Regions from separate parts of the Nomascus leucogenys genome. Here region 2 is linked to region 1. A link is a contact called in public Hi-C data. All regions are on one chromosome and are shown on one strand. Each heading gives the region's core, a stretch centred on a gene start, on an enhancer-like site or on the middle of the called end of the contact. The rest is flanking DNA. Distances are from core to core; before and after follow the strand shown. Region 1 holds the start of AMZ2 (archaemetzincin-2). Region 2 overlaps BPTF (nucleosome-remodeling factor subunit BPTF).

Evidence for each region. Hi-C and Micro-C count contacts between places; a contact is called where the count stands out from the background.
Region 2: a contact with region 1 is called in a Hi-C map of a lymphoblastoid cell line, with 12 times the contacts expected there. The contact joins the enhancer-like site here to the promoter of AMZ2 in region 1. A contact is called at or near these places in 2 of 4 Hi-C or Micro-C datasets (a lymphoblastoid cell line and an unstated tissue).

The regions. Positions count from the first base shown.
Region 1 is chr14:55,752,076-55,759,117 of Asia_NLE_v1, reverse strand. It overlaps AMZ2 (archaemetzincin-2), which reads left to right and starts at 3,163. Exons shown (of 7, transcript XM_030828419.1): 1 at 3,163-4,476. The coding sequence starts at 4,279.
Region 2 is chr14:56,101,382-56,108,423 of Asia_NLE_v1, reverse strand. It overlaps BPTF (nucleosome-remodeling factor subunit BPTF), which reads left to right. Exons shown (of 31, transcript XM_030827057.1): 2 at 1,616-2,438. Among named protein-coding and RNA genes, the nearest start is that of BPTF, 30 kb to the left of the region's middle. Within about 2 kb of position 3,628, the one cell type or tissue checked has an H3K27ac peak away from gene starts, as active enhancers do. A contact at or near this core is called in a lymphoblastoid cell line, where this site is marked.

The DNA.
Region 1 (7,042 bases), core at 1,914-4,413:
TTTTTGTATTTTTAGTAGAGATGGGGTTTCACCATGTTAGCCAGGATGTTCTCGATCTCCTGACCTCGTGATCTGCCTACCTCGGCCTCACAAAATGCTGGAATTACAGGCGTGAGCCACCGCGCCGGGCCTGTTAGTTGTTTTTAACTGCAGTATCACTGTCCTAGCCTACCCTGACCAGTACAAACGAATCTTCTGAGTGATGGGGTGTGCACATCCTTGGCTTTCCTAGATATTGCCAAATTGCCTTCCAGAGTAATTGCTTCAGCCAGTGCTATTCCTTACACGAGAGATAACTCAGAGCTTTTCTTTTCTTAAACTCCTACCTCGCAGTGGTCATCATTGGATTCCAGTTGGTCTTTGAGTTGCTACTTGTTATCCTGGGTCTCAGGCAAGAATGGGATAGACCTGTCAAGGAGGGAAGAAGAGTGAGAATCTAGGCAGATAGGATGAAGACTGAAGACCTGGCAGGTCAGAAATCAGAGAGGTCAGCTGAGACAGGGAGAAATGAGTGTCCAAGGTCTGGTCAAAGAGGGCCCAGGCCAGGTCAGCTGAGAGCTGCCTGGAATGCACACTTGGAGCCTGGAGAACAAAAGACGCTTCAGGGGCTCAGACCAAGGGCTTGGGCAACCAGGTGTCAGGATTCAGGCAAGGGTTTTGGTACAAGGTAAGGGGATCCCCAGCAGGGATGGAGCAGAGACCAAGTCAACCACCTTCTGGGCCAGGGGCTTCTTGCTTGGCTGGAGTAGGTCTTGGTGCCTGGGTAGATCAGTTCGCAGAAAGACACAGACAGACATGCCCGGGTGGAAAAAATGGGTTTGAGGGGAAGAGGAGCCAAGGGATTCCTGAAACTCCAAGACTCTGGAGTCCTAGAATGAAATGAGGTAAGATTTTTTCAGCCCTGTTGCTGTTCCTTCTTTTTGACCTGTCTGGTCACATCCTCATGTGGGTCTTCAGGGTTTTCCCTTAGTATATAACTTTTCTCTGCAATCACCGTTTTTTATTCTTCATATCTTCACTGGTATCTGGCCCAGGGTGAAGAAAGGAAGTAACATTTATGAGGCACCTACCACATGCAGACATAGAACTGGGTACTTTTAATGCACTATCTTTTAATCCAGTAACTCCTTGAGGTAGCTGTTATTATCCTGTTTTATAGATAAGGAACCTGGAGTTTGGAGAGCTGAGTAATTTACATGAAGTCACATGAACAGAAAGTGGCGGCCTGGACTGAGAGATAGTCCAGGTCTGTCGGACACCAGAGGCCGTGCTCCTAACCACAGTGCCGCATCTGCTCTTCTTAGTGGAATGACTGTCCTTCATTTCCATGTCATTGCCCTTTAAATTTAATTTCAGGCTAATTGATCCAAGGGTTCAGTGGAGTCTCCTCTGCTTTCCCCAGATCATTTGTGTAGGATGGGGCAGTTCACATTCACCTCCTTCCTCAGGCGGGAAGTTTCACCCTCACTGACACCAGGGTCCCCAAGGAACAAGCCTTACTGTCTTTTTTTTTGCAGGGCTGTGTGGCATGCTCAAACATATGGTTGGTTAGAGAGCCCACAGAGGCATCACCAAGGGAAGAGGAGCTGCTCCCTCACTTAGGAGCCAACAGGTCCTGTCGTACAGGCAGGAGGTTTTTGCAGGGACCCGGGGGAGTGAATGATAGGCAGGGCGGGAGGGGGATAAGCAGGGTGACAGCTGCTTCTGGTGGCGGAGTCACGTTCCGAGCCTAAATTAGCCTTGCTCTTTTCCAGATCCTCTGTGGGCTTGCTGCAGGCTGTCTGACTGGTGCTTCTCCTCCTAGGCATGGATTAGTCCTCTTCTTCCCTTTCCAGTCTTCCCTTTTGGGTTCTTGTACTAGAGCTAGCTTGCTGAGAGGCTAGATGGGTGGCCTAAGTTTGGGCTGAGGCATGGAGGGGGGGTGCTTGTATCTCTTCCTTGTCTCTTCTTGTTCTTTGGATGTACCTGCTTAAAGTTTTACCATTAGAGATTATTTTATTACAATGCAACCTGAAGTAAAGTCTTATAAGCAGAATTTGATTTTCCCCTGAAGACAGTATATTTGCATTAGTCCATTTTCATACTGCTCTGAAGAAATACCTGAGACTGGGTAATTTATAAAGAAAAAGAGATTTAATGGACTTCACAGTTACACAGGGCTGGGGAGGCCTCACAGTCATGGTGGAAGACGAACGAAAAGCAACGTCACGTCTTACATGGTGGCAGGCAAGAGAGCATATGCAGGGGAACTGCCCTTTATATAGCCATCAGATCTCCTGAGACTTATTCACTACCACAAGAACAGTATCAGGGAAACCAACCCCCCATGATTCAATTATCTCCACCTGGCTCCACCCTTGACACATGGGGATTATTACCATTCAAGGTGAGATTTGGGTGAGGACACAACCAAACCACATCAACACACAAAAATAAAATTCTCATATAATTCTACTCCCATGCAGGGTAATTATGTCAACTAATAAGGGAAACCCATCCTGCCTCCTGCCCATCTTACACACACCTGATTGTGCCCCGCTCTTAGAAGGCTGTGGATGGAGGAGGAGGGGCTCCATCCAAGAGAGGAAACAGAAAGGGCAGGCTGGGCAGGCTGGGCCACTCGCACAGGCTTGCTCTCAGCCAGCTCTGCTGCAGGTTCAGGGCTGGAGACACCAAGTCTGAGCCTCATCTCTTTCACAAACTTGGGGTACAGCCTAGTGAAAATTACTTCTCCTTTCTGAGCCTCTGTTTCCTTTTATGGAAAACAAAGGTTTAGGAAGATGACGCCCAAGATCCCTTCCTGTCTGACCATCCAGTGAGTCTATACTTGTTCTCTGCAGACTCTGCACTGCAGAACAGTTTCCCGAGTCTTGATGTATCTTTCTGGCTTAGTATCATGGCTCTCTGCAGAAAACTGATCTGTGCCCCCACCCCACAGTTGATCCTTTTGTTTTTGGAGACAGAGTCTCGCTCTGTCACCCAGGCTGGAGTGCAGTGGCGTGATCCTCCACCTCCTGAGTTCAAGCGATTCTCCTGCCTCAGCCTCCCGAGTAGCTGGGATTACAGGCACGTGCTAGCACGCACAGTTAATTTTTGTATTTTTAGTAGAGACGGCGTTTCACCATGTTGGTCAGGCTGGTCTCGAACTCCTGACCTCAAGTGATTCGCCTGCCTCGTCTTCCCAAAGTGTTGGGATTACAGGCGTAAGCCACTGCACCCGGCTCACAGTTGATCTTAAAAGCAAGGCAATACAACACCAGCTGATTTTCTTAACTCTGCAAACAACAGAGGTAACTCTAGGAAGGGTCTGCTGAAGGGTCATTTGGCTAAACTGGGCTTTGCTCCAAGTTGCAGGGTGATGCAGCCCTCCTGGAAGCATCATTTTGATGCAGCTTAGTGCATGCACAGCACAGATAGGCTTGCAGCAGTCTGGCTTGCCTCTTGCCACTTGCCTGGCTGGACATTCTCTAGACCTTTGGGGGTCCTATCTCACCAAAGATCCTGACAGTTGCCAGACAGAAGGCAGTATAAAGGCACTTCCCATCCTTTGGGCCTGAGTTTTCTTTGGGATTGTTCCCCAAATAGCTCATTCTTCTTTCATGATGTGTGTTCCCTTTACACTTTTAATTATTTCTTTTTTTTGAGACAGAGTTTCACTCTTGTCACCCAGGCTGGAGTGCAGTCGTCTGTGGCGCATCTCACGTGACCGCGCTGCGGGAGAGGGATGAAACAAGAGGGCGGCTGAAGCCGATCCTGAGTGGGGCCCCAGCAATTCGGCATGAGCCTTCTCCCTCCACCCGCTTCCGCCGACCGGGCCCCTCCCGCGCGGCCTCGCAGGCGTCCCCACCCGGCCCCGGGGCTCCCCCACCCGCGCCCGTCCCTCCTCCTCCGCTTTCCCTTCTCCCCCGCTTTCCCTTCTCCCCCGCCTCGGCTCCAACATTAGGGGCCGGCGGGGCAGGCAGCCCAAGCAGCCCGCGGCTGCCGCTGCAGAGCGCTGCATCCCGGCCCCGCCGCCGCGGCCGCCCAAGTCCGGACCCATGGGGGTGCTCAGCTCGCGGCACCGCGGTAGCAGCAGGGGCAGATGGGCTGCCGCCTAGGTTGAGGCAGCCTCCAAGACGTGGCTGAGCTCGCCCAGGGGGAGCACCAGTAGCCGGAGGAAGCTGCCGCTGGTCCCCCAAGCACCAGCGCCCGGGTGGAAGGGGCGAGGAGGCGGGGGCGGCGGCAGCCACCTGTCCCGGACCACCGCGGCCCGGAGGGTAGTCAACAAAGTGGTGTAAGATGACCACGGGAGCTAGGAGGAAGAGGACGGCGACTTCGAGGAGACCCAGGAGTCTGAGGACAACGAGGAGGATGAGATGGAGGAGGACGACGATGACTCCGATTATCCGGAGGAGATGGAAGACGACGACGACGACGACGCCAGTTACTGCACAGAAAGCAGCTTCAGGAGCCATAGTACCTACAGCAGCACTCCAGGTACCCACCCAGCCCGGTTGCTGCAGACTCCTTCCCCACCTCCTCTGCCCTCCCCCCTTTCTCACTCGTGTGCTGTGCATCCTGCTCCGATCTCCCCCAACCCCGCCTCCCCCGCAAACAGAGGGGAAATGCGACGGCACATCAAGTGGCAAAAAACTAGATTTACAAGAGGAAAGAGGCGCATTGTTCAAAATGGAGACTGCATTGTTGCATTTTGCAGGCTACACTCGCTCGCTGTCTCTCTCCCCCCCAACCTCCTCTTTTTCCTCTTCAAAATTTGTGCCAGTGCAGTGTCTCCACCGGACAGGATTGAAACTTTGGCAAACACATATCCATTGCATTCATTTTTCTCCCCTTGTTTTGCTGCACTCCAGCCTGGGTGACAGAGCCAAATCTTGTTTCAAAGAAAGAAAAAATCTAGCCTTGCAGTGGCTTATGCCTGTAATCCCAACACTTTGGGAGGCTAAGGCAGGAGGATGCCTTGAGCCCAGGAGTTTGAGGCTGCAGTGAGCTATGATTATGCCATTGCACTCCAGAAAGAGACAGAAAGAGACCTTGTCACAAAAATAAATAATTTAATTAAATTTTTTTCTTTTCTTTCTGCCTTTTTTTTTTTTTCCCCCGGGGACTCTTTCACCCTGTCATCCAGGTTGGGGTGCAATGGCTCAATCTGAGCTCACTGCCACCTCCACCTCCTAGGTTCAAGCGATACTCCCACCTCAGCCTACCAAGTAGCTAGGACTACAGGTGCACACCACCACACCTGGCTAATGTGTTTTTTGTGTGTATTTTTTGTAGAGATGAGGGTTTTGTCATGTTGCTCATTTTTTGTAGAGATGGGGGTTTTGTCATGTTGCTCATTTTTTGTAGAGATGGGGGTTTTGTCATGTTGCTCATTTTTTGTAGAGATGGGGCTTTTGTCATGTTGCCTGAACTCCTGGGTTCAAGTGATCCACCCACCTCAGCCTCCCAAAGTGCTGGGATTACAGGTGTGAGCCATCGCGCCTGGCCAGCTTTTTCCTTTTACTGTGTCTGTGGTTCCACAACTTCCTTTTTTCCCCGTTCTCTATGGACTTTCTACCTCATTTGGAGTCTGCTTAGATTGGCCTAGTTCTCTTTAATCAAATCTTCAGGAACAAATGTATTACCATTAAAAATGATCTAACAAGCTTTATTTTTATCATTGTTAAAAATCCTCGTTTTGAGTAACACAACCACAAAGTAAAGAATGTTATCATTGATTTCACCAGTAAAAGACAATACTTAACAATAACATTTTAAAAACATACGCCAGCTGGCTTACCTGATGAAAAAAATGATTGCGGCTGCAAGCTGCATTTGCCAGACAATGGTTTTAGATTTGCTGTGCACGCTGAACGCCATGAAAAATGGACTGCCTGGCCTCTTGATAAGGAAATCAATTACTTGTCTCATTCTGAGTGAAAAGAATGAAAGGATTTAAGAAATCATAATAACCAAAATAGGGAGAATAAAACAAACTGGGCAGAGGGATGGGCTACTTTGTGTCTTCAGCTTCTGAAGTCTTCAAAGCCCTCTTCCAGTTCTTAGAATTAGGTCAAATGAAAAAATCTGGTAGGATGAAATGAATGTCAGAGCAGGGCATGGAAAGGAGAGTAGAAACTTTATCAGTGTGCTGTCGAGAAGTCTGAATCCACACTGATTCTTGATTCTTTGTGGCTGGAAACTTACAGAATCTTCGCTATCTATGGTGTTCCGCCCTTGTGTGGGCTGCTTTCATCCACGAGGTATTTTTGGTGGGCATTTTCAATCTGGCAATTGTGTCCTCTGATTCTGAGAACTTTTCTTGACAACTTCCTCTTTTCTCTCATATTTATCTTGAGCTGTGATTTTGTTGAACGTTGGACTTCCTGTTTTGGTCTTCTGACTTTCTTATCATTTCTCCCCAGTTTTCCTCTTTGTCTCTTACTCTTTGGGGTATGTGTATGCGTTCAATTTTTAAAGATTTCCTTATCTTGGTCGTCCAACCCTACTCTCCAGTTTTTCCTTTCTGCTACCATATTTTTACTATCTAAGAGCTCTTTTGTTTTTAGAATCTTCCTTTTAAAAAAATACTAAAATCCTGTTTCTGTGTCTTGGATATAGTATTTTCTCTTACCTTTCTGAGGCTATTAATGACAGGTTTTTTTTCTCTCCTCTGCATGGTTTGTTTCTTCTAAGTTGCTTCTTCCTATTCTTTGTTTTGGTTTTTCTATTTCATATTCAGATGTTTATTAATTCTTAATTTTCTGCTCCTCTTTAACATTGTGGTACTATGTAGCCAGTTGGAAGCTCTGAGCAAGTGGGTGGGCCTTATCAATTTTGACTTAACCATTGGATGATTTTCATTGTCTCTTTCATTGGGGGAAATCCCTCTTGTCAGTATCTTGAGGTCTGTCCTCGAGAGTAAGCTCTAGAGGAGCGATGGCAGGGAAGGGCCTTTTCCTGTGTCCTGCTTGAAGCATGAAGGTCTTGCTGGTGGTATTCTGGTGGCTGAGTGGTGGAAGAAAGCTTCATTTATTGTGCACACAGCATTTACTATGTGTAT
Region 2 (7,042 bases), core at 2,379-4,878, 350 kb before region 1:
TTATTTTTTAAAGTATAAAAACGTAAAAAGAAATTAGTCTTCTTTTCCCGTTCCCCAACGCTCCCCAGAAGCAACTACTCTAAAAAGATTCTTAAATGACCTCTTAGATATATATATACTTTATCACCATCCCCTTGCCCTCCTCTTTTTATTTTTAGTTTATTTATTCAAATGACATTCTATTCATTGTTCTGTAGCTGTTCATTCCTTCTGCTTAACACTGTATCTCAAAGATTGTTTCATTTTAACACATAGGAATTTTACCACTACTGAATTTGATTCCATTCTGTAGATGCATCATAATTCATTTAACTATTTATGTATATTTAGATTAAAAAGAAAACTCACACAAAAATTTCAGCTTTTGTAAACTATATTGAATTAAATATTTTGTACTTAAATGAATGTGGGAGTATGTAGGATAAATTCCAGGAGGTGGAATTGCAGGATCAAAGAGATACACATTCAGATAGATTTTTGCCAAATTGCCTTCTAAAAATTCAACCAATTTATTCTCTCCCAAAAATAGATCAGAATGGGCTGGTTGCAGTGGCTCACGCCTGTAATCCTAGCACTTTCGGAGGCCGAGGTGGGTGGACCACCTGAGGTCAGGAGTTTGAGACCAGCCTAGCCAATATGGTGAAACCCCATCTCTACTAAAAAATACAAAGATTAGGGGGTGGTGGTGCCTGCCTGTAGTCCCAGCTACTCAGGAGGCTGAGGCAGGAGACTCGCTTGAACTTGGGAGGCGGAGGTTGCAGTGAGCCGAGGTCACACCACTGCACTCTAGCCTAGGTGATGGCTGTAGGTGATTAAATGAGATAGATACGTTTGTTAAAAACAAAACTCTCATTTATATTGATACATTTATATACTTACATATGTGTATCTGGACATCACATCTCATAATTGGGGAACAGTTATCTAAAAAGTTGTTTAACTAACTGTTAAGAAATGTAGTCTGTTGTCTGTTTCCTAGGTAAGCCACTTTTCTTTTCCCCTAGCATTGGAATTCTTCTCTTCTCTCCTCCTCTGCACTTCCTTCCTTTCTGTCTTCACTTTGAGCCCATGCTTCACTGTGGAACTCCGCTTAGGAGGTACTTCTGAGAGAAAGAGAGGTCTACACTGGGAACTTCCTGTCTGGTTGTTGACAGGCGTTTCTGTATTGCAGCTGACAGTGTGAGATCTGTTGCCCCTACTTTGTGCTGTGTATCTTATGTGTAAATGTTTTTTCTCATTTATATTCTTGTCAAATCATTCACAAATGCAGTTAATTTATTATTATTATTATTATTTCCTTAGAGATCCTTGTTCTGACACCGTTATTTTTTAATCATGATTACCTGTGAGCCTGTTAATCCCTCTAGGTAATTGAGAACTGATTATAATTTATAATTTTTTTACTTCTGGTTTATAATCTAATGGGAAAACTTTGCATTTAGCTTTTCTGTAGACTTAAAAATTAGAGCTGAATCATTGCTTCTTCGTATTATTTTAACTTGACAATTATTAAAGAAATGTACTTATGTATTTTAGGGGGTATATATTCAAATAGGAAATTTGTAGAAATGATGTAATGTATTGATTTGTAATGATGTCATGTCTTTATTTACAGGTAGGCGAAAACCAAGAGTACATCGGCCTCGTTCTCCGATATTGGAAGAAAAAGACATCCCACCCCTTGAATTTCCCAAGTCCTCTGAGGATTTAATGGTGCCTAATGAGCATATAATGAATGTCATTGCCATTTACGAGGTACTGCGGAACTTTGGCACTGTTTTGAGATTATCTCCTTTTCGCTTTGAGGACTTTTGTGCAGCTCTGGTGAGCCAAGAGCAGTGCACACTCATGGCAGAGATGCACGTTGTGCTTTTGAAAGCAGTTCTGCGTGAAGAAGACACTTCCAATACTACCTTTGGACCTGCTGATCTGAAAGATAGTGTTAATTCCACACTGTATTTCATAGATGGGATGACGTGGCCAGAGGTGCTGCGAGTGTACTGCGAGAGTGATAAGGAGTACCATCACGTTCTTCCTTACCAAGAGGCAGAGGACTACCCATATGGACCAGTAGAGAACAAGATCAAAGTTCTACAGTTTTTAGTCGATCAGTTTCTTACAACAAATATTGCTCGAGAGGAATTGATGTCTGAAGGGGTGATACAGTATGATGACCATTGTAGGGTTTGTCACAAACTTGGGGATTTGCTTTGCTGTGAGACATGTTCAGCAGTATACCATTTGGAATGTGTGAAGCCCCCTCTTGAGGAGGTGCCAGAGGACGAGTGGCAGTGTGAAGTCTGTGTAGCACACAAGGTGCCTGGTGTGACTGACTGTGTTGCTGAAATCCAAAAAAATAAACCATATATTCGACATGAACCTATCGGATATGATAGAAGTCGGAGGAAATACTGGTTCTTGAACCGAAGACTCATAATGTAAGTAAATCTGGTCTTAATTTTTTGTATGCATTTAAAATTAAACCAGTTTCCTTCATGATTGATGTAGCAGAGCTATGCTGTTGATGTGGTATAAACCTTTGTAACTTAATGGTTATACAGTTAAATAATTTCTTAATTGAAGGAATACGTGTATTAAAACAGCTTTTAAGAAGGTAAAGGAAACATATGAAAGAAGCAAAATTCCGTTGTTTTTGATGCCTAGGATAGGAAATAGAATGTTTCTAGTTGGGACTGGGCACAGCAGCTAATGCCTGTAATCCCACCACTTTGGGAGGCCAAGGTGGGTGGATCACCTGAGGTCGGGAGTTTGAGACCAGCCTGGCCAATATGGTGAAACCCCACCTCTACTGAAAATACAAAACTTAGCCAAGTGTGGTGGCGCACACCTGTAATCCCAGCTACTCAGGAGGCTGAGACAGGAGAATTGCTTGAACCTGGGAGGCGGAGGCTGCAGTGAGCTGAGATCACACCACTGCATTCCAGCCTGGGTGACAGAGACAGATTCTGTCTCAAAAAAAAAAAAAAATGTTTCTAGGTGGAATACCACTGTGGGCCTGTTTTTGGTTATGTTCCCCTATAGCCTAGCTCAGCTCATCCACCCCTAACTTTGGTGTTAGGGTTGTTTTACTTCTCTTTTGGTTTTACCGTATCTGTATGTAAAATGGAACAGCAAGAAAATACCTAGTTGTCTAAGGAAAGGTCAGCTCTGCCATCATTGGTTGGAATCCCCCAGGAGGAGATGATCCCAACAGACTCAGGGTCATAGTCTGGCCTCGGTGTTCCCGAGGGTTTTCGAGAAGCTCTTCTGGGAAGCCTGTGGGCATGGTCAGGAGACAGTCTCAGGGTTTGCCTCAGTCAGGGCATCAGGCAGGGTTATAGTGTGGACTGAGTATCTGACATCCTGTAGATATATGGTCAGAGGGATGGACTACTTTGTGTCTTCAGCTTCTGAAGTCTTCAAAGCCGTCTTCCAGTTCTTAGAATTAGGTCAAATGGAAAAATCTGGTAGGATGAAATGAATGTCAGAGCAGGGCATGGAAAGGAGAGTAGAAACTTTATCAGTGTACTGTCGAGAAGTGTGAATCCACGATGATTCTTGATTCTTTGTGGCTGGAAGCTTATAGAATCTTCACTGTCTATGGTGTTCTGCAGTTTTACAGTGATACGCCCTTGTGTGGGCTGCTTTCATCCACGAGGTATTTTTGGTGGGCATTTTCAATCTGGCAATTGTCTTCTTTGATTCTGAGAACTTCTCTTGACAACTTCCTCTTTTCCGTCTTGTATTTATCTTGAGCTATGATTTTATTGAATGTTGGACTTCCTATTTTGGTCTTCTGACTTTCTTATCATTTCTCTCCAGTTTTCCTCTTTGTCTCTTTTTCTCTTTGGGTTGTGTGTATGTGTTCAGTTTTTTAAGATTTCCTTATCTTGGTCGTCCAACCCTACTATCCAGTTTTTCCTTTCTGCTACCATATTTTTACTATCTAAGAGCTCTTTTGTTTTTAGAATCTTCCTTTAAAAAAATAGTAAAATCCTGTTTCTGTGTCTCGGATATAGTATTTTGTCTTAACTTTCTGAGGCTATTAATGACAGGTTTTTTTCTCTCCTCTGTGCATGGTCTGTTTCTTCTAAGTTGCTTCTTCCTATTCTTTGTTTTGGTTTTTCTATTTCATATTCAGATGTTTATTAATTCTTAATTTTCTGCTCCTCTTTAACATTGTGGTACTATGTAGCCAGTTGGAAGCTCTGGGCAAGTGGGTGGGCCTTATCAATTTTGACTTAACCATTGGATGATTTTCATTGTCTCTTTTATTGGGGGAAATCCCTCTTGTCAGTATCTTGAGGTCTGTCCTCGAGAGTAAGCTCTAGAGGAACGATGGCAGGGAAGGGCCTTTTCCTGTGTCCTGCTTGAAGCATGAAGGTCTTGCTGGTGGTATTCTGGTGGCTGAGTGGTGGAAGAAAGCTTCATTTATTGTGCACACAGCATTTACTATGTGTATTGTCACTTAAATCCTCAGTTTTCTGTACAGTACATTTGTTCACAACTGAGCGTGGTTTCTCCCAGTCCAGGGAGCCTCAGTTTACCTCCTCTAGAGACTAGACCTTTGGCAGCTTGAAGAGGGGAGAGAGATGGTTTAGGAATCTGCTCCATAAACAGCTTCCAGCCAGTTCCCTATTCTAGAGACACCCCTCTTCGTTATCATTGCTTTTTGAGGATTGTATTCTCTCTCTTTTTTTTTTTTTTTTTTGAGGTGGAGTGTTGCTCTTTCACCCAGGCTGGAGTGCAGTGGTGCTATCTGGGTTCACTGCAAGCTCCGCCTCCCGGGTTCAGGCCACTCTCCTGTCTCAGCCTCCCGAGTAGCTGAGACTACAGGCACCCGCCACCGCGCCCAGCCAAGTTTTTTTGTATTTTTAGTAGAGACAGGGTTTCACCGTGTTAGCCAGGGTGGTCTCGATCTCCTGACCTTGTGATCCGCCCGCCTCGGCCTCCCAAAGTGCTGGGATTACAGGCGTGAGCCACCGCGCCCAGCCTGAGGATTGTGTTCTCAACTTCACCTTTCTTTTTAGTTTGAGATCAGGCTTTCTTGGGTCTGCTGAGGCAGTACTCACTTGTTCATCTACTTTCAGAATTTTTTTTTTTTGTTATCATGTCTCCCCTACTTTATCCTTATGAGTTTGTCTTTAACAAATTTTTTTTTTTTTTTGAGACGTCTTGCTCTGTTGCCCAGGCTGGAGTGCAATGGCACAATCTTGGCTCACTGCAAGCTCCGCCTCCCGGGTTCACACCATTCTCCTGCCTCAGCCTCCGAGTCGCTGGGACTACAGGTGCCCGCCATCGTGCCTGGCTAATTTTTTGTATTTTTAGTAGAGACGGGGTTTCACCGTGTTAGCCAGGATGGTCTTGATCTCCTGACCTTGTGATCTGCCTGCCTCAGCCTCCCAAAGTGCTGGGATTACAGGTGTGAGCCACTGTGCCTGGCCAGCAATTTTTTTTTTTTTTTTTTTTTTTAAGACAAGATCTCCCTTTGTCATCCAGGCTCTGGAGTGCAGTGGCACTATCTCGGCTAACTGCAGTCTCAACCTCCTGGGCTCAAGCAGTCCTCCTGCTTCAGCCTACCAAGTAGCTGGGACTACAGGTGTGTGCCACCATGCCTGGCTAATTTTTGCATATTTTGTAGAGACAGGGTTTCACCATGTTACTCAGGCTGGTCTCGAACTTGTGAGCTCGAGCTATCTGCCCTCCTCGGCCTCTCAAAGTGCTGGGATTATAGGCGTGAGCCGCTGCATCCAGCCTAACAATATTTCTTTAGCATGGTTTTAAGAAGGTTTCAGGAGGGAACAAAATGAAATCTGTCACCTTAACCCAGAAACTGCTATGAGAAACAATACATAAGGTTTTAAATGTATATTCTGTATCTTTTGGTTTGGATCAGATATTTTAAGAAATATGTGTAAAATATGTGTAACTTTTTTCTTTTCTTGCTCCCTTACCTCCCAAACATCTAGTCATGGTATTCATTGTGCCGTTTTTTGTTTTTGTCTTTGTTTTGACATTTTGCTGTTGAGGTGGTTAACACAGAAACCTTTGTCAGCAAGGTCATTCCAAATGGTGAAATAACTGTAACCACATTTTTAAAGTTTAAAGTTTACTACTCTCAGGAAGCTGAGGCACAGGAATCGCTTGAACCTAGGAGGTGGAGGTTGCAATGAGCTGAGATGGCGCCACTGTACTCCAGCCTGGGTGATGGAGTGAGACTCTGTCTCCAAAAAAAAAAAAAAAAAAAAAAGTTTACTGCTGTGTTGTCATTGTAAGTGGAAATTCAGTCATGCTGCCTGTCAGGGAGCCCGGTGCTTGTACTCTGTATAGACATGCAGCAGTTAGCAGGTCACGTTCACACAATCTCAAGTGCCCTCCTGAAAGGAGCTCATAGTCATCAGGATGGCTGGGAACAAATTAGGAAGTAAGTGAAATTTAGTCCATGCTCCAATTCTCCCATTCCTGTGCCTTCCTTCCTGTGCTGCTTGTCCTCACCCTTTGGATATTCACTCTCACTGCCTCTTTCTTTCCCTGTGCTGCCCTTTTTGGCCAGATAGAGACCAAAGGTGTCTTGTCCACATACAGAAAAACCTTGACATCTTTAAGGCTCATTACACAGTAATCAGTGGTATAGGTCTTAGTTTCAGAGACCTGTAAATAGAAGTAGTTGTGATAAGTTAGTAACAGCCAAGAGCAACATTTATTGAGCACTTCCATGTGTGCCTCACAGTGTCCTAAGCATTTTATGTATTTTAAAATTAATCCTCCCAACAGCCCAGTAATGCAGGTACTATATTTTTAATTTTAATTTTATTTTTAATTAATTAATTACTTTTGGAGACAGGGTCTCACTGTCACCCAGGCTAGAGTGCAGTGGCATGATCACGGCTCACCGCAGCCTCAATCTCCTAGGCTCAGGCCATCCTCTCACCTCAGCCCCCCTAGGAGCTGGGACTACAGGCATGTGCCACCATGCCCAGCTAATTTTTTTATTTTTTATTTTGAAGAGGTCTCACTGTGTTGGCCAGGCTGGTCTCAAACT